Linked DNA regions of Mus musculus: region 2 is linked to region 1. A link is a contact called in public HiChIP or PLAC-seq data. All regions are on one chromosome and are shown on one strand. The core of a region is the stretch at or near the end of the contact, and the rest is flanking DNA. Distances in the headings are between cores, read along the strand shown.

Region 1 (4,706 bases), core at 786-3,285:
TAACTTTTGGAGTTATATTGATAATAAAGCCAATTTGGTATTTCACTCTGTCCGTGGCTCTTTAGGGATCCCCATGTTTGTTCAGAACATTGCTGCCCCAATGTAATATCAATGCCATTCACTGTCTAAACACTGACTTCCTTTGGTAATGGCCAAGTCATCACTCCTTGAGACTAGCATTGTTAATTCTGCTACTTCAAGATGCAGATCTATCTGCCTGTCTGTAAAGCCATCTTTCTCCATTTTAATTACCAGCCAAAAGCAGTCACAGCATGCTGGTATATAGAGGAAGGAACAGAAACGTAGGCCCAGAAACTGCACTTGAGACACGGCAAACATACACAGGGGATAAAAACAATTGACTTGAGAAAAGGACAGAACATAGGCACAGTGTGTGGGTAAATGGGGGGTGGAACAAGAGTTAGTGTCTACTTCTTGAAGGTGGAAGGGAAAGGGAAGTGCTGGAAGCAGCTGTAACAAGATTCTGATGTAGAAAATGTGCCATTTGTAAACAATTTGTACTTACACACACACACACACACACACACACACACACACTGTAAGGTTTCCTTAGCTTTACTTACATTGTAATCTGGCCTGTAAGGGCTGGTAGGGTAAGGGAGCGTATGATTGGAAGTTAGATGCTTATAGAATCAGAACAGAGGGGACTTTAAGAAAAATCATTTCCAGGCAGAGAGATATCCAAACCACTAGACATAAATGTTACCTCACTTCTTTTTCTATTTTCTGGAATGAGATTCTATAATCATACATATATATATATATATGATTATATATTTACTATATTTATTATATATTATACATATTTATTATATAAAATACATTACATATATATGATTATATATTATACATATACTAAATGCTTATGGGTGCCAAGAACCTCATTCAGAAGGTTATGAGTATATGGGATACCTTCATAGCTCACAAGGCAGGCAGACACAGCTCTCTTTACACCACAGATGAGAAGCTGAACTTTGGAGAAGTCAGCTGACTTGCCCAAAGTCAAACAGGTGTGACACAGGGGTACAGATACAAGTCCAATTTCCAACCCAGGCTGACCCCTCTGCCTTAGTTACTTTTCCATTGCTGTGACAAGACATCCTGACCAAGGTAACCTATAAAAGAAAGTGTTTATCCCAGGTTACAGTTTCAGAGGGCTAGAGTCCATGACCATCATGGTGAGAAGCATGGCAGCAGAAGGGCAGGCATGGTTCTGGAACCCTAGCTAAGAGCTCACATCTTGACACACTAGCTGGGAGAGAGCACTAACTGGGAATGGTCTGGGCTTTTGAAATCTCACAGCCCGCTCCCAGTGACACATCTCCTCCAAAGCGGCCCAATTTTCTCCAAACAGTTCCACTAACTGGGGACCACATCATCCAATATTTGAGCCTACAAGGCACATTCTCATTCAGACCACAATACTTTTTATAAGACACTGCTTTCCATCCCTGGGAAGCTCATTTCAGAGGATCCTGATTTTAAAAAGTCATTTGCTCATGCCAGGCTACTCAGACCCCTCTAGTCCTCGAACCATGTCTGCATATTTCAAACAAAAAAGTAAAAATAAAAAAAAAAACCAACCCCCAACCCCCGCCCCCCCCCCAAAAAAACCAACAACAACAACAACAAATCTGGACATTTTCATGATCTGGGAGACACCAGGTGTCCCCCCAGTGCTACCACGCTGAAGAAAAGGCCCAATGCACTCCTGCTTCCCAGATCCATTCTTAAACACTGTCACTGAGTAAGAGGCCCACTAACTACAGCGCACGAGGAATGGCAATCCGAGAGGACCTGAGGCTGCATACTCGTGGTTTCTGTTTGGATGCAAGTCAGGAGTTTCTTGGCACAAAGGGAATGGGCAGACCTTAGGTGCCATCCTAAGGTATTTTTAATGTGAGCATTGTCATGCAGGAAGTTGCTCCCAATTAAGCTTAAGTAGTGGGCAAAGAAGCGCTGTCTCCAGAGAGGCAGCATCACCTGGCTCTGAATAGAGACTGCTGGCACACAGCTTGACAGAATGAATCAGGCCTGTGGACTTGGGGCAATGCCAAGCAACAAATTAGTTCTGCATCTAGTCGATGAGGCTGTAATTTCCCTTTCTTGGCTGAAAGGAGGGGGTGAACTTTCATGGGCAAACGTTCTGAGAAATCCTCATAGGCAGGTGGAATGTCAAGTGTTCTGTGCTAGTCTGAGGGATTTGAAGGGTAAGCCCCATAAATACATTGTTTTAAACCATTTTAGATCTGAGATGGGCAAAGGGAAGATATTAAAGGCAGTTGTAGCCTTTCTTGGTAAGGGCCAATCCATAGGCTAGTAATGATCTTTGGGCAGGCTATCCCATGATAGTCTTGGCTAGTCTCACACTCAACAGCAATCTTCCTGCCTCAGTTTCCCAGGTGCTGGAATTTTTACTCTGTCTAATAGTTCTTACCCACCCCCTTTGTGTGTGTGTGTGTGTGTGTGTGTGTGTGTGTATTTACATGTGTAGGGGCAGATGTGTATGTATAGTTTGTACATGTGCATAGGTGTGTGTGTGTGTGTGTGTGTGTGTGTGAAAGAGGTGGGGAGGGGAAGAGGGAGAGAGGGGGAGGGGAAGGGGGAGATAGGGGGAGGGGAAGGGAGAGAGCGAGAGCTAGAGGGAGAGAGAGAGCGAGAGCAAGTACGAGTTATGTCAGGAATCTTCCCTAACAGCTCTTCAACCTTATTCTTTGAGTCAGGGTTACTTATCAGACATACTGCTAGTCACTTTAATGACCCCCTGCCTTTGCTTCATGAGCCTGGAATTATAGACATATAATTCCCCGCTGGGCACAAGCGTGGGTTCTGGGGTTCTGAACCACAGACCTCTTACTTGTGTGAAGAGTGTTTTGATGGTTGAATCATCTTGCTGGTATAATGTGTACATTTTCAAAGGGCAGATAAGAGAATAAAAAGATAATACAAAAGATTGTGTATGGTGGCCTAGAATATTTACTATCCAGCATTTCAGAGGAAAACTTTAGGAGCAGTCTCTGGCTTTAGACATTGGTTTTGTGGTCCCTCCTGGGCCTCCTACTGGGTGTGTGGTCACTGACACCAATTTCTGTCCCAGTCTTTTTTCCCTATTGAATGTTCCTTCCTCTAGTAAGCTAGTAGTCATCTTACACACTCAGACGCTTAGACATGCAGATTTTCCCTCTTCCTCCATATCTTACAAAAACTTGTAAGTCTTATGGGTGAATATAGATAGCCAGCATCCACTGATGCTCTATACCATGCTCTGTACTTTACATATATGATATCATTAATCCTCACAACAACTTTTGAGTCTAGAATAAGAACCATCTTATAAATCAACAACTCGAGGCTCCGATGGGATACTCACTTTTCCTAGCTCACCACTAATGAGGGCCAGAGGTACTCTAGAATGTTCTTTTGCATGTGCTTCATGGGCAAGATCATAGTGATCATATAGGCTAGGATAGACTGTGAACCCACAAATGTATCATTATAACACAGACTCGGGAGACAAACATGCCAACGAATACCTGACTCAAGTCAGTCCACCTCTTCTGTATATGCCTGTAAAATAATTATGTTGCTGGAGCTCTCAGAAACTCAACCACGCCTGCATGGAAAACAAAAGAGGCACCCACCCCACTTTCCTTTGTACTCGGCAAGCCAAGGGCAAGGGCCAAGATGAGGATTTGATTCACTGCCAGGCACAGATGTACCATGGAGCAGGTGCAAAGGCCCCTGGGAATGGGGGCTGAATACAGTCATGGTTCTGGGGTGAGGGATGGAGCCTTGTTAATCCTTTGAGCACCTTGGGTTCACACAGATCAGAGCGAGCGAGCTCTGGCAGCTATTCTATTCTTAAAGTTCTTCATCTCAAAATCCCAGCAGAAAGCATCCCAGGCAATCAAATCTTTGTCAAATGTCTACCAGGTTTTGAGCTCGATGAAGCTTGAAGTTTGAGGTCATGGAAAGAAATCACGTCACCACGGATCATGCTTCTCAGCAGGTCCATTAAACTGCAGCCTGCATCCACTATTCAAAGATCTGATAACTCCTCTCTATGGCTTGCTCCAAATTCACTCATTCCACAGCCCCTGCTGGGCTATGCAGTCTGGCTTATTTTTGTGGTGGCTGCTCCCTTGCCCCACTGCTTCACTATGAAGTGACCCTGATGTCACATGAAGATGGTTACTGATACTCTTAAAAGTCCTTTAAGATGGAGGCAGACTCACACTGAATCAAGTCACTGAGAAGTCTGATTTTTTTTTAAGCCAAACTACTCCCTGATAACATGAATCATTCATTTGACAGATTCTACTGTGGTGTTCCATAGAATCTTCAAAACACTCTCCGTGGTCACCTGTTTTCATTTTTACAAGCTCTTTCCTTTCTCCTGCCATTGGTCTCTTTTGCATACCTCCAGGATTCCAGTGTGCCATTCAGTTCTTACCTGTTTGAGTATCTACTCACCAAACTGTTTTATTTTTATTTTTTAAATGAAAGTAAATGGTGGCCAGCCAGTAGCTTGTAGCATGAACATTTTTCTTCACCAGGCTGTAAGTCTTTCCGAAGCTCACAGGCCCTAGTGCTGAGGAGTACTAGAAGCAATGCTTTCAGCCTCACTTCATTAACTGCAATGGGCTACTTTAATTTTGTTTAGCGATAGCCATGGTCATTGTTTT
Region 2 (4,872 bases), core at 72-2,571, 190 kb before region 1:
CTCAGGAGAGACAGACTCTCTGGGAGCTGGGATCTGTCTGGAAATCCCAGGCTTGCTTGCCCAGCAGTGCACATCTTTTAAAAAATGATATATCATTATTATTAAAATTTTACCTCAGAGACACATGTCACTGTGATTTCCCCTACAGGGGTTGCAAGGGTTAATTTTTCAAAGGGAAAACCTGGATACTTAACAGATTCTTTCAGGCCTGGTAAGAAGTTAAAATAATGTTCATTTCCAACTTCAGAGAGAAGGCTAACCACTGAGGAGAAAGCTCCTTTTCTCCAGAGTAAAGTTTGCTAAATGGAAGCTTGTGGGTTTCCTTCTTGTCCGAAACTTACAATTTTCCCGCTGCTCTCTGCTGAGCTGCTATGTGTCTGTAGGGGTGGAGCCAGAAACCACTTTTGAAATAAATAGAGAGTTGCAATCTTCTGCCTTGGACATTTGCAAATCATTGCGTGGCAGTGGATCTCAAAATCAGAGGCCTCAACTGTCAGTAGGCCAGCATTTGGGACCTACTGCTAGAGTGTTTAATTCCTAGATCCGAAGCTCAATAATTTACATTTCAGACAAGCTTCCAGATGAGAGTGTCACTCTTCTGGAGGCTGCATTTGGAAAACAATTAAAACAATTAAGTTTTCTGTCAGTCAGGGACAACCTACTTACTCTTCCCGGGAAGTCCCCAGGACCAGCGCCTGTCAGTGTGGAAGGGCAAGAGTGGGCCCTGTATTGGCGCCCAGGCACCAGGCGACCTCAGGACTCTCTAGCATGCTGACACCCACGTTCTATGGGCTGCCTCTTTTGAATCTTGAAGGCTCAGTTTGTTTTCAGGCCTCCCCTAAAAAGACGGAAAAAAAAAAAAAAAAAGAACTGGACGAATCTAGAGCCTTCCATAGGTTCTGGAATTTTTCTGGAGTAACTGTAAATGCGAAATTGGGCAGATTTCCCTGTGGCATGGATTAACTTTAGAGGATCCATTTCTGAAACGAGGCTGCATAGTCACATGGTGAAAACTCACCAAGCCCTTTCATCTGGCTGACATTTCAGTGGTCTCAGCCCTCAGCCGCAGTGCCCCCTTTCTTCCATCTAGGAAGAATTTCAGGCTGAGCCAGTGGTTCTCACAGGAGCTCATCTTTCCTCCTTCCCCCCACCCCCCATTCCTTTTTTTTTTTTTTTTTTTTAACCCACCTTTCCTCACCTGCAGTTCTCAGTTTCTCCACTTGAGGTCTCACTAGGACAGCGATTTTCTTAGTCCTCGGCTGTTTAGGACGGATTTGGAACAAGCCTTGGGGGTGGCTGGGCAGGGGCGGTGGGTGTGGGGGTGAGGGATGGGTGTGTGGTGGGGGAGAAGCCATCTCTGCCTAACTCATAGCTGGCTTGATTGATTTGTTCAGGGAGCTCTCTGGTTAAAGAAGGATTAAGCAAGGAGTCGTCCTCAGTGGGACGAATGGCCTTGCAAGGCTTCCTGAAGGGGCCATTTTCCTTTTTCGGACAGTGTCACAGCTGTCCTATGTGGAGAACTAGTAACGCTAGGACATTGATTGTGGCTAAGAAAAGACTGGTAGATCATTTCTCCAAGTTCTAGTCGCTATCCTCTCCACGTAACAGGGTGTGTCTGTCAGTCTTCAGGGACAGGGCAGCTTTAAAAGTCACTGCACACTTCCCTGACGGATGGATCGCTCCTCTGCCTCTGCTTGGCTAAAACTGTGGAGCTGAAATCCATCATGGCAATGCTTTCCTGGCTCACAGTTTTTTGTTTTGCTGTATTTACCCAGTGGCCTCTGAACCTAAGATGTACACACCAAATTAACTCTGTGACAGTCCATGTCTGGTCTGCTCCTCCCAGTCCCAGTCACTGTGCGACTCATGGAAGGTTCCTGCAGACTATTTTGGAAAAAAAAATTACATTTAAAGCTCAACATGGGGGCTGCAGAGATGCTCAGTGGTCAAGAGCACTGCCTACTTTTCTAATTCCCAGCAACCACATGGCAGCTCACAACTGTCTGTGACTCTAGCTCCAGGGGATCTGACACCCTCCCACAGACAGGTAGTCAAAACACCAAATGCACATAACATAAAAATAAATAAATTAAATAAAAAACTCAAATGGGCCAGAATGCTAAATTCAGTTATGATTCTTTGTCCTCTACAAAAGTTTGCCCAAAGGTGCCGTGCATTTGCTATGGAAAAAGACAGCCCATGAGAAGGACCATGCATATTTAGCCAACATCTGGATTTCATAATTGTGTGCACATGAAGGCAGAATTGAGGTGGATACTGACATGTGTGTTTCTATGATTGCCTGTTTGGCTTTTAGATTATTTTCTGTTGCAGGGTTTCTGGTCTCTTTAAGAACACACTATAGGGGAACTGGAGAGATGTCTCATCGATCATAGAGATGTCTCACTGCTCCTCCAGAGGTCCTGAGTTCAGTTCCCAGCAACCACAGGGTGCCTCACAACCATCTGCAGTGGGATCTGATGCCCTCCTCTGGTGTGTCTGAAGATGTGTGTACTTACATACATAAATCAAATAAATAAATAAATCTTAAAAAAACATCCTGGAAAAGAGAGACGGTGGCGTTCACCTGCCGGGTTCCAGCGCTCAGCTAATGAGCAGCCTCCTGGGAAACGGACGCCAGCCTATCTGGGCATTTCCTGAAATGTTTCCGTACTGCATGAAGAAATCAGATGCTTCGACTTGAAACGTGCGTGTCTATGTGAGTTTGAAGGACCAGGTAAAGCAGGTTTTTTACTTGTACTTTTCCTTCTTGGGCCTTGCTGTTCTTTCGTTAGTAACTGAACACTAGTTTGTTTCCTCCCCGCCCCCTGGCAGTCCTGACTTTTTTGCACAGCCTGACTTTCCGATAACTTCCTGTGGAAAATGCAGGTGGAGGCGGACTCTCAACAAGCCCAATGAGCAAGTTAATGTTAATTAAGCAATTAATGAGCAAACTTGGCCCAAGGACTTCTTGCAGTCAGCTGGTCCCTACATCAATCCATGGTGTAGGGAGCCATATTACCTTTCTCCAGCTTACGGCAAAGCTGGAGTCCTTTCTGGGGATGCAGACTCACTCACTTTAATTTCTACCAAGTTGTGCTGGAACTCTGTATATGAAGTCTGTCCCAAGAGAAGGGAGCTCTGATGCCCACCACTCTCGATAGGATGCTTTGGGGAAAGATGGGGATGGGAGTTTAACCTGTTTCCTCTTGAGGCTACTGTCTCTCGTAAGGTCTCAGTCATCGTCTATAAATTAAGGGGTTTGAAACAAAAGATCCATCACTAATAACTTTTGGCTTTCTGCATGTCTAAATGGTGGTCTGGGGGTCTCAACACTGCATATTTTGAGTCCCAAACACTGGGCAGTGTTTCGTCAGCTGTTATGAGAACATCTTCATTTTAAAATTTTTATTATTCAGAAGATACAACTCAACAACTTCAAGACACACTAACACTTCAGCGAAATTGAGGACATGAGGAAGTTTCAAGCTTCAGACTGTAGTACGGTGTGTGCACACATGTGGGTGTGAAGACATGTGGGTGTGCACACATGTGGGTGTGAAGACATGTGGGTGTGCACACATGTGGGTGTGAAGACATGTGGGTGTGCACACATGTGGGTGCGCAGGTGTGTGGTGGGGAACAGACGATAAGACAGGATTAAACTTTATTTTATTTGGTCCTGGAAATTGAGCTTGGGCTTACTCATGCCAGGCAAGCACTTTATCACAGGACTGTATCTCCAACTCCCAAACTGTATTTTAAATGTCCCAGATATACTCTTGTCAGGCCCAAATATCTCCTCCCATCAAATTTCTTATTCTGGAAATTCAATTTGCCCTATATTAAATAGCCTCAGAGTGAAAATATGATTTGTATAGAATCAAGCCACACCAAAAGGAATAGCATGAGTGTGTGTGTGTGCATGCCTGCTTCAGCTCATATCTAGCTTAAAGCCCGTTGTTCTTTCTCTTTCATACGGTTTTATCCTCCACATATGTATGTTTGTCCATCATATATGTATGTACAGAGAGGAGAAAGTAAATAAACAAAAAAATCTCTCATCCCTGTCCATAGCTCCTGTAACCTGGTGTGATCAAGACCTATGGAGAATGACAGGACAGGAGTCCATTTAAGAGCCCCAGCCCCAGAGAACACCGAACGTGTCTGGTACTGGGTGAAGGTCATAGCCTGAGTAGAACAGCCTTTGTAGTTCTCCACCTTGGAGTAGTCAGTTGCAGTTTAGCGTCAGCAAGTGCCTAGAATTCTGAAAGCTGACAACCCCCCAGCTTATTGCCTGAAAATAATAACTCATTGCGTTCTCCAGAACTCCCAGGTCGCTGAGAAGATACCAGGCAGACAGTTGTGTGTTCTCTGGTTCTTACCCTGTGCCGGATTTTGTGTGTAGGTAAAGCACAGGTATTAAGTCAGGAACAAAGACATAGAATCTATGACTTAAAAAGACAGTTCATGCGGCCCAAGTGCCAAGCGCTGGAAGCGGGAACCAGAGAACAGCAGAGCAAACATGCGGGAGTGGACGGCCCGAAGCACACAAAATAGAGCTGTACCCACAAGCAGTCATGCTCACACTTACATGGTGAGGTCTCATACTACCTTAGTTTGCTTTAAGCATTTCCATCATCTGAGAGTGTGGGAGGGAAAAACAGAATAGTTAAAGGTAAAGTAAATCGCCAAACAGCTCAGCCCTACTGCCTCAGAGACGAAAGGCAGAATTCCATTCACGCTGTGCAGGGACACCCGTTTGAGAGCTTTGTAGCCAGCGAAGGCTCAGTTCCGAGAACCAGGCTGGCTGGGCTCATTCCTTGACCCTGCAACTTGCTAGCTGTTTGACCCTGGATGGACAATTATCTT

Evidence for each region. HiChIP or PLAC-seq counts read pairs in DNA pulled down with a chosen protein or histone mark.
Region 2: a contact with region 1 is called in an H3K27ac HiChIP or PLAC-seq map of neural progenitor cells, with 9 times the contacts expected there. The contact joins two enhancer-like sites. A contact is called at or near these places in 1 of 484 Hi-C or Micro-C datasets (nephron progenitors) and 2 of 115 datasets of contacts at active chromatin or transcription factors (embryonic stem cells and neural progenitor cells).

Annotation. Positions count from the first base shown.
Region 1 is chr5:23,032,945-23,037,650 of GRCm38.p6, reverse strand. The region is part of intron 1 of Lhfpl3 (lipoma HMGIC fusion partner-like 3); the gene reads right to left. Among named protein-coding and RNA genes, the nearest start is that of Gm17434, 280 kb to the left of the region's middle. Within about 2 kb of position 2,035, at least 18 of the 459 cell types and tissues checked have an H3K27ac peak or open chromatin away from gene starts, as enhancers often do. A contact at or near this core is called in neural progenitor cells, where this site is marked.
Region 2 is chr5:23,221,635-23,226,506 of GRCm38.p6, reverse strand. The region is part of intron 2 of Lhfpl3 (lipoma HMGIC fusion partner-like 3); the gene reads right to left. Among named protein-coding and RNA genes, the nearest start is that of Gm17434, 90 kb to the left of the region's middle. Within about 2 kb of position 1,321, at least 110 of the 459 cell types and tissues checked have an H3K27ac peak or open chromatin away from gene starts, as enhancers often do. A contact at or near this core is called in neural progenitor cells, where this site is marked.